Linked DNA regions of Mus musculus: regions 1 and 3 are each linked to region 2. Evidence: chromatin contacts called from public Hi-C and HiChIP or PLAC-seq data. All regions are on one chromosome and are shown on one strand. The core of a region is the stretch at or near the end of the contact, and the rest is flanking DNA. Distances in the headings are between cores, read along the strand shown.

Region 1 (3,793 bases), core at 946-3,445, 1.9 Mb after region 2:
GAGCCTCACCCATTACAATCCTGGCAGCCTACTCTGGAACTGCAAATAAAACATGATAGAAAATAAAGAGGCTGCAGAGTCAATAGCAAGGGACTATGGCCAGGAACCATGTTGATTTGAAAGTCTCCCAGGTATGATGTAGACTGAATTCCCCCTGCCCCCACCCCTTCTCTCTTTCTCTTTCTTTTTTCAAGACAGGGTCTCACTATGTAGCCTTGGCTGACCTGGAACTCACTATGTAGATCAGTGCTGGGATTAAAAGTGTGTGCTACTACACCCAGCTACCCTCAGGTTTCTTAAAGTACTAATAAGTAAGCTATTACTTAATTTAAATTTATATTTATGTGCTTACCCTGTGTGTATGTGTGTGTGCGCGCACGTGTGTGTGTGTGTGTGTGTGTGTGTATGTGTGTGTGTGTGTTCAGGCATCCAATAAAGCCATAACTCCCTGAGCCCCTTACAACCAAGTAGGTTCATATGACTAATTCTGGACCAAGAATGTGGGCAGAGATGACTCAGACTACTTCCAGGCCCAGCTCCTAAAAGACCTTCCTGAGGTACCATTTCTGCTATCTTAGTTTTGTTTGTTTGTTGTTGTTGTTGTTTAAATGAATGCTGAGAGCCAGTAGTGACCTGCAAAGACCTTAGGTTCTGCTGAGGTCACTAGATAGAAGCCAGAGGGTTTCTGGGTGTCTGAGTGAGGCCTCCCTCTTTTGTGTTGAATGAGAACAAATAGGAGACCACAGAACAAAGCAACCCGCCCTAGCTAACAGGATATCTGAAGGCTTCTGCCTCAGCCATCCACTTTCTGGGAACCTCCTACCTGTAACCCTAGATACCTGTGTGGTGCTGTGCTACAGAAAGGGGCAGACTGACCTCCCGTGGGGTCTTTACTGAGAAGGAAGCGATCATGGCCAGAGAGACCCAAAGGTTAGCCCTCGAAATCAGTCAGGTGGTGCGCTGTTAACTCTCACAGCTGTCATTCCCTTGAGCCCTCTGGGTTTAGTTTTGCCTTTCTGCACCAGAGGCAGGGAGGAGTGGAGAAGGCCCCAGAGCTCCACCTCCGAGCTGCTCTACTACAGGTACCCCTGGCAGCCTCCTGAATAGTAGGAGTTCACTCACATGTTTTTGTGGAGGAGGATTTGAAGGAGGGATTTGAGTTTTTCCCTAGAGACGCCAGAGAGACAGTTTCATCTCTGCACAACAGGCTCGCCCAGCTCCTCATATAAGCTGTTTCTGTGGTTACCTGTCTTCTGGGATATTTGCAGTGGGTGGGCATGGCAGGTGCGATCTGCCAGAGTATGCTGGGAGTCTGAAGGAAGCACCACTGGGACCCACAAGGCCAGATGTCCCTATTATGGGAGATGTCAACCAAGCCCCCGCCTCCTCACCAGGAAACTGAAACCACACTGAATGTCAGGGAGGCAAAGACCCCAAGAAGGATTCTGGATCTCCTCGTTGTCCAGTTTATTGGTGAGGAAACCGAGGCTGAGGGAATCCAAGGGTTTTCTTGGCAAGATGGCTGGATGAGTTAGCAGAAGTAATTACAGCTGGAACGTAGGTCTTCCACCTCCAGGCCAAGCTCTTCTCTTAAACCACGCGCAGGAAAGTGGGTGACAGATGCACACGGGACTGATGTGGAGAGGGAGGAGATCCTTGCAGGCATCCCAGATGGTCCTGGGGAGCCTAGGGCAACTCAAGCCTCTTTTCCACTTCCCTGGCCATTGGGACTGTACTTCCTTCCAAGTACGGCGGGGGCGGGGGCGGGGGCGGGGTGGGTGGGTGCTGGCGTAAGGCCGGCCCTTTTGGGCACCGCCTCTCGGCCTCTCCCCACCCGCAGGCCAGAGGCCAAGGGTTAGGGAGGTGGGGCCAGTGCTCGGCCCCTCCCCTGCTCTCCTTCCCCTTCCACCCCCCCAGAGTCTCCCCGTCCCGAGTCCCAGTGGCCTTAACACCCATCGTATCCTCTGCTGCGCTGAGAATCTGCGAGTGATCAGGGAGCTATATGGACCAGAGTGGGCGCACCGAGGGTCCAGCAGCGGGTGTGGCAAAGGGCGGGGGCGTGACCAGGCTGCGGCTGAGGCGGGGCTAAGACTGGGGGCGTGGTCGAAGCAGGAGGCGGGTCCGTTGGAAACTTGAGTGCCCGCCCTTGCGATGCGCCCCGCCCCGGCCTCCGCCTCCGGGTCCCGCCTTCTCTTCCCTTCCTTCCCGGGCTGGCGGCGGCTGCGGGTGGTGGACCTGCAGAGCGGCCGTCGCCCACACCTCGCTCTCTCCTGGGCCGGCGGATCCTTTTGTCTCTCCGAGCGGCGAAGGTCGCAGAGCAGGCGCGGCGGCTGCGGGAGCGCAAACGCCCGCTCTCTCGGTCACCTCCCCAGCCTCGGCCACCGCAGAACTTGGGCTCGAGAAGCCAGCGGACCGCGTCCAGCTCCAGAGCCGGTAGGAAAGGGGAAACTGCGGGACTGCGGGGTTGCATGGAGGGAGCGTGTGTGACCCGCTCGCTGCGACCCGGCTGTGAGTGAACGGGTGTGTGTGCGCCGGTACTGATGGTGCCTGTTTCTCTGCGTAGTGGGCTTGCAGCTGACCGCGGACGGTGGCGTGGCTCTAGAATGGCGTGTCCTCGTGGGGATCGTTGCGCTCGATGGGATGTGCACTTTTCAGACTACGTTTGTGGAATTGTGTGTCAGGGCACAGTTGCCGGTGGGGATGGGGACTAGTGCTGGCGGGGTCGAGGGGGGAGCCGCTGTGCGCAGAGTGGGGGTGGCGGGGTGGGCGTGGGCGGTCTGCCCGGGCAAGCTGAGCCCCCGGTTGGTGTCGCTCCGCGCAGTGCGTAGCTCAGGAACCTGAGGGTACGACTAGAATCCGATGGGCAAAGTGCCTGCCTGGTGGCAGCGGGCGTTGACACCCCTCACGGGGTGGGGTGGGGGCGGCAGGTCCACAAGGTTCACTTGGATAATTGTGAGCTTTGATGAGGGATGGGGACCCGCTTGGCTGTGTTCAGCTCTGGGACAGTGGGAAAGACCAACCCAGCCCTGGCCTCGCCGTGACCCGCCCTGAGACCTGAGCCTGACTGAGATGGGCCACCTTTTTGAGTCGCAGTTGGCGTCTGTATCAAGTGAGGGCGGCCCCTCAGGGGCTATCTTGACAGTGTGAGAACGTACTACACGTAGTTCTTGACCCAGAGTCTTGCGCACAGTAGGTGCTCTTCATTGGATTCTCATCTCTTTAAATCTTTTTCTGCCTTTATTGAGGATGACGCTCTCATTTCCTCCTATACGGTGGTTTGTGCCTCCTTCCTTGATCTAACTTCACAGCGAAAGCTTGGAGAGATTGAGAAAGTTTAGGCGGCTGGGTGCGTTGCCTTCTCTCCGCACCTTACTGGCTGCTTGACACGGCCTTCGGGTGTGCGGGGAGCTCGCAGCGTAGGGCGCTAGCCCGGAAGGCTCCTGCGCCCCGGCAGCGTTCCGGAAGGCTGCGACTACAGACTCGCGAGCCCTTTTGTTCAACAAGTGCTTGGAGGATGTCGATCTGGAATTAGAGTTGCGTTGAGAAAGTGGCCGGCTCTGTAGACTGGCAGTCTGGGGTTTCAGGAACCTTTCTTCCCGGCCTGGTCATTCAGGAAGCCACCCTCTATTCTAACCACTAACAAGTCCACCCAGAAGAGGGTGTTCGCCAGGACTCCAAATCCTGTTAGACACCCTCCACCCCCACCCCCAAGCCCCGCCTGCCTTGACTCCCATGCAGTCAGCCTGATACAGGAGGATGAGGTCCGGGTGGCACCCTCCTTCCAATTCCACCC
Region 2 (3,381 bases), core at 840-3,339:
CCACCTTTGGAACAAAGGTTTAACACCTGCAGGCTGCTAAGAACAATGGCTACAAAAGAAACCAGAGGAGCAGCGTTTGAAAACCAACCGGGGATTCCCTAGTCCTTGCAGCGAGGGGAGGGGAATCGACTCAGAGAGAGAAATGCCCAGGCAAGGGGAATCAGCCCGGTGCACCCGAGCTCTACGAGCCTCCTAAGGGGCACGCGTGTCCGTGCCCCAGTTCAGATTCGCCGCCCTCCCTTCCCGGATCTCCCCAAAACGCCCCCGCTGCAGCCCGCCTCATTGTCTGAAACGGTCTGAAAACTTCGCAACTAGTCGAACGTGGACAGACACACAAATAAACCCTCTTAACGAGGCCACGCATAATGATCCCGGGAGTCTTTCGCCCCTGGACTTGAGAGCTTTCCGACCTCCCGCACCGTCCCCGGCCCCTGGCAAAAGACCCAGGATGATTTTTTTTTAATTTTTTAAAAAAAAAATTTTAATTTTTTTTAAGCAAAAAAACAAAACGCAAAAGCAAAGCTGGGCTGGTTACCTTGCAAACCAGCTCCTCTCCGCTGTGCAGATGCACAGCGCGGAAAACGTGGTCTCCCTCCAGAGGCTCCAACAGTAAGTATTTCCCGATGCAAGAAACGCAATGCGACAAGTTCGGAGTCTCGGGCGGGCTCGGAGAGCCAAGGTTCGGGCTGAAACTCTGGCTGGGCTCAGCGGACCTTATAGACGACAGCTCTTCGAAATCCTGGGTTTTGTTCCGCGATCTCCCATATCTCGCTATTGTGATAGGGGTAGACCTGTGTATGTTCATGAGTGTGAGGATCGCACACGACAAAACAAACAAACAAACCAAAAAACCCCTCTGGAGAGATGGATGAGCCGCGCCGGTGCAGGCGCCTCGGTGCTACCGACTTAAAAGGATCAAGAAGGGAGGGGACCCGTCTGGGGCTCCGTGGAGGAAGAGTTAAGAACTAGCCCCCAGATGGGCGCTGCAGGGCTGGTCCCCGGCTGCGAGCCCCGCTCCCGGGGGTGCTCGCTCTGCGGACAACTCGGGTCCTTTTGTTACCCAGAAGCTGCCAGCGCGGTGCAGAACCGCACGCTGGACTCAGTGGGTCTCTGTTCGCAGCGTGGATCTGGACGAGTGAGCGTGCCTCTGGGGTGAGGAGCTGCAGCGCCGGGCTTCTGAGCGATCCCCAGCTGAGGATCCGCAGACCGGGCGGAGAAGCCCTGCGTGGAGTTTGTGCAGTCTTCAGGGAGCGCGCGGCGCCGGCTCGCCCTCCACGCGTTAGAAACCAAACAAAAAGAAAAAGGAAATAAGCTCGGGTCTACCGGCTCACGCCGCGCGGCAGCCAGAATCCGCGCTGCACCCCCCTCTTTTTGGTGGAAAGGGTGGGGGGCGTGTAAGGGGGGTGCTAGAGAGGGCAGTTACCTAAGTCTTAACTGTAGATGGCGTCTGAGGCTTTTCCAAAAAATCGCAGAGCTGTCTCTCTCAAGAAAAAAAAAAAAAGACAGAAAAAAAAAATTGCAAAGGCGCTTTTAACTTGGGGCGGTCAGCAGTGGCAACAAAAGATTGCAAAAGCTGAGTAGGGAGTGCGCGGAGTAGGGCAGGCACAGGTACCGCGACAAAGCCCAAGGCAGAGCCCGCGCGGTCAGCACTAGCTCTTGCTGTCGCTGCTCACGTCCCAGATCCTCCTCCGATGAAGCAAGAAGTGCGGGCGGTGACCTGGGGGGTACCAGCAGCAGGAGCTTTCCGGGGGTCCTGCAGGAGCTGCCAGCAGATGCTCCCCGGACTCCGTCAACCCGCGGCGTTCCTTTTCCGCTGCACAACTGGGTCTTGAGCCTTGAAACAATTTGCAAACCACTCTTGTCTCCCGATGCCTTGCGACCAAATTGCACGGCGGGGTTTGCTCTGCAGGAAAAATAAAAATCGACGGCTTGTCTTCTTTTCTTATTATTTTTTTTTTCTTGCCACCCAGAAGTAGGAGAGGACCGTGTATTTAAAAATTAAAGGGGATGGCCACGGCGCCCTAGGCCAATCCCGGCGCTCAAGCACGCCCGCATCCCCGGGCGAGGCGGTATTAATAGTTACTTACGTGGCCGGGGATCTCGGAGCGAGCCCGGCTGTGTGTGCGCGTATGTGTGCGCGCGCGCCTCGCTTGCTCGCGCTCGGTCTCCCCATTCAATGTCACCGACACATTTCCACAGAGCCCCCGCCCTCTTCGCCGGCCCCGCCCTACCCACGCCCCGGCCCCTGTCATTGAGCCCGGAGCCCATCAATCAGCGGCGCCGCTGCCAGTGCGCGCGCGGCTCCCCTGCGCCCGCCGGCGGCCAGGGCTGCTGCCGCCACTCCTGCAGTGCCCCCACTGGGGGCGCCAGCCTCGCCCCCGGATGGCTCGGCCAGGCGCGAGGTAAACAGTGCTTTATATCCTTCCGCAGTCCAAGGGCTCTGGGCTCCCCTGGCCTGCTGTTCGCGCTGCAGCGACAGGGATGCTGGACTGTGTATCTGCCACCGTCGCCACGCAACACCGGCAGGCTCAGGTCAACTTTGAGACTTAGATCCTCTTCCCCGGGATTTTCCGCAGAAAGCCTCGCATCTTCTGGGTACCGGGCACCCCTCTGCTGCTATGTTAACCTGAACAAGCAGTTCCCCGCGGGTTTTAAAAAAAATGAAGGATTCTTGCAGCCCACAGTCTCTAGAATTAGTTTTATTCTTTCTCTCCGGTTGCTTATCATTTCAACAGAAGTCCATTGTGAGCTTGTAGTTAGTGTCACCACCCCTCCCCCACTTACCAGTTATAGGATTGGGGATCCTTTCAGAGTCTTTTGACTTCAGGACAAGGTCTTTGGGGAGAGCTCAGGAACACACACCTTTGCACCCACACTTCCAGCAAAGGATGTTGGCTCCTAGCCAAGGAGTCAGGCTTCTCCAGCCCCGGCATCTCAGTATTTAGGCCAAGAACACATTCAATACCGGGTTCAACGGAAGGCTGCACTTTGACCCTTGCTTATTCTTAACTTCCTGGGAAGGTTCTGGACCATTGGCTTGAACAGACCTGGGGAAAGTTCAGACCACAGCTTAAGCCTCTTGACTTTACCTAATGCATCCTGGTAAGAGTAGCAATGTAGCAGGGGAAAACAGAAAGAGAAAGAAGCAACCAAGGTCTGGGGCAAGACTGCTGGGCTTACTCTTGAGTTTTTACCCGCATAAGGCACCTCTTTCTATGAGGGAGGTCACTCTGTAACAATATTCTGCACTACCACTTTTGAACAGAAATAGAGAACTAGTTATAATTATACTTAACCGGGACAATAGTGGCTCTAATGATCAGGAGTTCCCTGAGGGTTGTTTCAGAGTAGTGAATGGACCTTGCTTGTTCAGCTAGCCAC
Region 3 (3,692 bases), core at 42-2,541, 1.1 Mb after region 2:
ACCTATGAGGCCACCACCCTACTTGACATCTTTAGAAGTGGGGGGAAAATCCCATTCAGTTAGGAGCAAGTGTGTTCTCTCACTTGTTTAGCTGCTCATTTCAAAGTGTTCATAATCCCCTTTGCATTTTTTCACTTCCGGTAAATTTTCCCTAGTCTCAACCGGCTTGCAATACCCGTAGGATTCTTCCCGTGAATATGACAAGAGCTTGTTTGGATTATTCAGCTGCTGGAAGATTGGGTCCACTCCCAGGGTTTTGGTCATTGCGAACATTCTGAATAGCCCTGCTGTAAACATCTCCACGCAAAGTCCTCCTCTTTTCGGATCATTTCCTTACACTTGGACTTCCTTAAATGGCCTTACTGGGTCAAAGGGGCTCTGTGAACAGTTTTATAGCTCTTGGCACATAGTTTTCCGATTGCGCCCTGAGAGGATCTGACCAATGGCTAGGGGGCAAGGAGAGGGCAGGAATGCGGAGAAGCAGCCCCTCTCTTTCACTCTCCAAAAGCAAGGGCCCCGCGGATGCAGAAGCGCTTCCTTATTGCCTCCTGTTCCCTCCGCCTGGCCAGTGTCTAAGGTCTAAGGCCAGGCGGGCACCTTGGTCAGGGAAGGGCACAAAGGTTTCTGAGAGTTTAGGATTTATGACCCGGAGGCAGAAACAACTCCTCCAGGCCTCCCAGCTCCGGGACTCAACAGGATTCAAACGAGTCCCACACTCTTAGCGCGGGCTAGGGGCGCGGCCTCCCCGCCCCCTGGGAGCCCCAGGCGCAGGCCTCAGGCGCACCAGGCCTGGGAAGGGCGCTGACCCGGGGCGCAGCAGTTCGGCGCGGCTTGCATAGCTGCGCGCTGAGTCAGCGGGACACAGCGGGCGGGGGGCGCGGACGTCAACTAGGCCTCTGGGTCCGGCCGGCGACGTGGGACACACGACGGGGACCACGGGGCACCGCGCTGCCATCCGTCCCGCCTCCCAGTCCCGCGAACCGGCCCGACGAGGCAGGGAGACTAGCCAGGCGGCGGGAACGGAAAAGAAGCCTGGCTGCTCAGCCCGGTGGCGGGGCGTGGCCGGAGGCCAGGGGCGGGGCGTGCCGCGGGGCCGCGCCGGGGTGGGCGGGGCGGGGCCGGGCCGCGCGCAGCCGACCGCGGGCGGAGGGGCTTGTGGGTAGCGGCGGCGCGCGGCCGAGTAGGGACGCGGCTCCGACTGCGTGTGAGGGGAGCGGGCGTGTGGGCGCGCGAGGCGGCCGGCGGCGATATGCGGGTGGACGGGCGACGGCCCTAGCGGCCTGAGCCCCGAGGGCGGGGTGGTGCGGCGCGGGCGCCCCTTCCCCGCTCCCGCCCGCCGGGTCCTGGCGAGCTCGCTACGGGCCGGGCGGCGCGCGTGCGGCTGAGGGGCGGGGACGCCGTGTGCCTCGCTGCTCCCGGCCGGGCCGGGCGGCTCCTCAGACAGCGGCGCGCGGCGTGCCGGGGCGGAGGTTCCGCGGGCGGCGCTAGGCCCGGCGAAGCGGCATGAGCCGGCCCCCGCCGACGGGGAAAATGCCCGGCGCCCCCGAGACCGCGCCGGGGGACGGGGCGGGCGCCGGCCGTCAGAGGAAGCTGGAGGCGCTCATCCGAGACCCTCGCTCGCCCATCAACGTGGAGAGTCTGCTGGTAGGTGCGGGCTAGGGAGGGAACTCCCCGCCCTGCCTGGTCCCCCCTCGGCCCACCCGCCCCGCTTCCGGCTGCCCGGGGAGCTGGAGACCCAGGTTCCAGAGTGGAGACCCCACCTGGGATTCTCGGGTCCACCTCCCTGCCGAGCGAGTGTCATCTCGGCCGCCCCCGTTCTTGGAGCGCGCAGGGAGGAAACACCCCTGGTCTCCTTCCCGCCTACCCAGTTGGTTTGGGGCGGAAAGGTGGAGGATTGGCTGTGCTTCCTACACTGGGCTACCCAATTTGAAAGTGTCACGCAGTGTGGGAGCTAGGGTGAAAACCCAGGGAGAAAGAAACCCGACGCTCTTCCTATTGGGAGTACCACCGGGGGCACACGACAAAGAGCTCGTCAGGAAGCTGGGAACGCACAGCTAGCTCAAGTTTGCTGCTTTCAGTTGCTCTTGGACATTCCATAGTAGCTATTTAGTACATTTGAATTTATGTAAATTAAATTTCCGGAGATTGTTGCTCTGAAGCCAAGAAATGAGTCTGAATTGTAGAATGGGATAAATCTCTCCCCTTCATCTTGTCTTTCCCATAGCATTCAAAATCCAAATTAAGAGCCTTGGAAAAGGCAGCTAACTGGAGCTCGGTTAAGAAAAGAACACGATTTACAATAAATGCCATGTAGAATGCTGGTATACTTCTGGTCGTGTTGAGGGAAGCGATTATGCTTGGCAAACGAATTTGATTAGTGTGCACCTAGAGTTGCATTTATGGGAAAAAGTGGTGTGAACGTGTACCCTGAGGAGAAGTCGGAAAAAAAAAAGATACTCCGGCTATTAGCTTTGGAGGTCTAGACTTAGGGTGGGTGATCAGGCATTCTGTGCCAAAAAGCATGTCAGACCTGAGCTCTGCTAGGAGAAGCCTAGTGACTCTGTGATGAGAAAAACTGTCTCCTCCCTTTCCACTGACTAACTTTTCTTCTGAGGCCGTTGGTTATCCTTTGAGGTTTCTGGAATCATTTGCAGAGTGACTCAGTTCTGTTTGGCCACAGCGCAGGAACTGACTAGAGTGTGGGTATCGCTCTATAGGATGTGTAAATATAGAGATTTTGACTTTTGGGGGCGGGGGGAGTGTTTTTGTTTGGTAGTGGGTTCCTGTGTTCTTGTGGGACGTATTTTGGAAGTCTTCAGAGCAGGATTGCTTGGAGTTCATAGCCTTTTTGTAGATAAAGCAAAGCTTCTCTGGTGTCACTGCCAGGATTTTCACTTTGGTATTTTGCTAGCAAAACTTTGATCCTAGGCCAGAAAGTTCAGTTAAAAATAGTCTCTGTAAATCTCAAGTATTCACCAGGATCATTTTCAATCCCAGATAGAAATGTTTTTACATTTCACAGTCATCTCTTGTATTATTAGTGATGTTAATTATCATTATCAGGGTCATTTTGAGCTTGGAACCAAGTTGTTTATACCTGTGACATGACTATTTTGTTTTATTAAAATATTACCTAAATTATTACACGTGGCCAGTAACAGTTCCTTCATTGAGTGCTTCATACACCACATTTGTTAAGGTGACATATTACCCTTAGGAGGGTTGACATCAAATGCTGATTTGACCGCAGGCTTATTGCTGCTTTTAGTTGATTACATGTCATTGAGAATCAGGACAGGTGTTATTCTAGAGTGCAGCGTATGTTACTAAGCCAAAAAATGCCGTTTATTCCTTTAGAGTGAGGTTCCTGATGCCTCTGTTGCACATTCATAAAAGTTGAAAACATCATTAAAGTTGTAATAATATCCATGTTATGTAAATTTTATCATGAAGTTTTAGAATGAATTTTGTGCTGGGTGGTTTTATGTCAACTCTACACAAGCTAGAGTTATGGCATTTTCTTACTTAGTGATTGATTCGGGAGGGCTCAGCCCATTATGGGTGGTGCCATCCTTTCGCTAGTGGTCCTGGGTTCTTTAAGAAAACAGACTGAGCAAGCCATGGGAAGCAAGCCAGTAAGCAACACCCTTCCATTGCCTCAGTATCAGCTCCTACCTTCAGGTTTCTGCCCT

The links. A called contact is a pair of places that touch in the nucleus more often than the background predicts. HiChIP or PLAC-seq counts read pairs in DNA pulled down with a chosen protein or histone mark.
Region 1: a Hi-C map of memory CD8 T cells shows a contact between it and region 2, with 8 times the contacts expected there. The contact joins the promoter of Hpcal1 here to the promoter of Trib2 in region 2. A contact is called at or near these places in 2 of 484 Hi-C or Micro-C datasets (LSK cells and memory CD8 T cells) and 1 of 115 datasets of contacts at active chromatin or transcription factors (regulatory T cell precursor).
Region 3: a contact with region 2 is called in an H3K27ac HiChIP or PLAC-seq map of thymic regulatory T cells, with 6 times the contacts expected there. The contact joins the promoter of Rock2 here to the promoter of Trib2 in region 2. A contact is called at or near these places in 1 of 39 promoter capture datasets (pre-B cells), 9 of 484 Hi-C or Micro-C datasets (CD4 T cells, CD8 T cells, double positive thymocytes and 4 more), 4 of 115 datasets of contacts at active chromatin or transcription factors (astrocytes, large pre-B cells, regulatory T cell precursor and 1 more) and 1 of 9 other capture datasets (liver).

What each region holds. Positions count from the first base shown.
Region 1 is chr12:17,688,614-17,692,406 of GRCm38.p6, forward strand. Hpcal1 (hippocalcin-like 1) reads left to right here and starts at 2,196. Exons shown (of 5, transcript NM_001361645.1): 1 at 2,196-2,433.
Region 2 is chr12:15,814,696-15,818,076 of GRCm38.p6, forward strand. It overlaps Trib2 (tribbles pseudokinase 2), which reads right to left and starts at 2,090. Exons shown (of 3, transcript NM_144551.5): 1 at 536-2,090. The coding sequence starts at 805. It overlaps Gm5432 (a long non-coding RNA gene), which reads left to right and starts at 2,242. Exons shown (of 3, transcript XR_001780551.2): 1 at 2,242-2,402.
Region 3 is chr12:16,893,687-16,897,378 of GRCm38.p6, forward strand. It overlaps Rock2 (Rho-associated coiled-coil containing protein kinase 2), which reads left to right and starts at 1,292. Exons shown (of 33, transcript NM_009072.2): 1 at 1,292-1,644. The coding sequence starts at 1,504.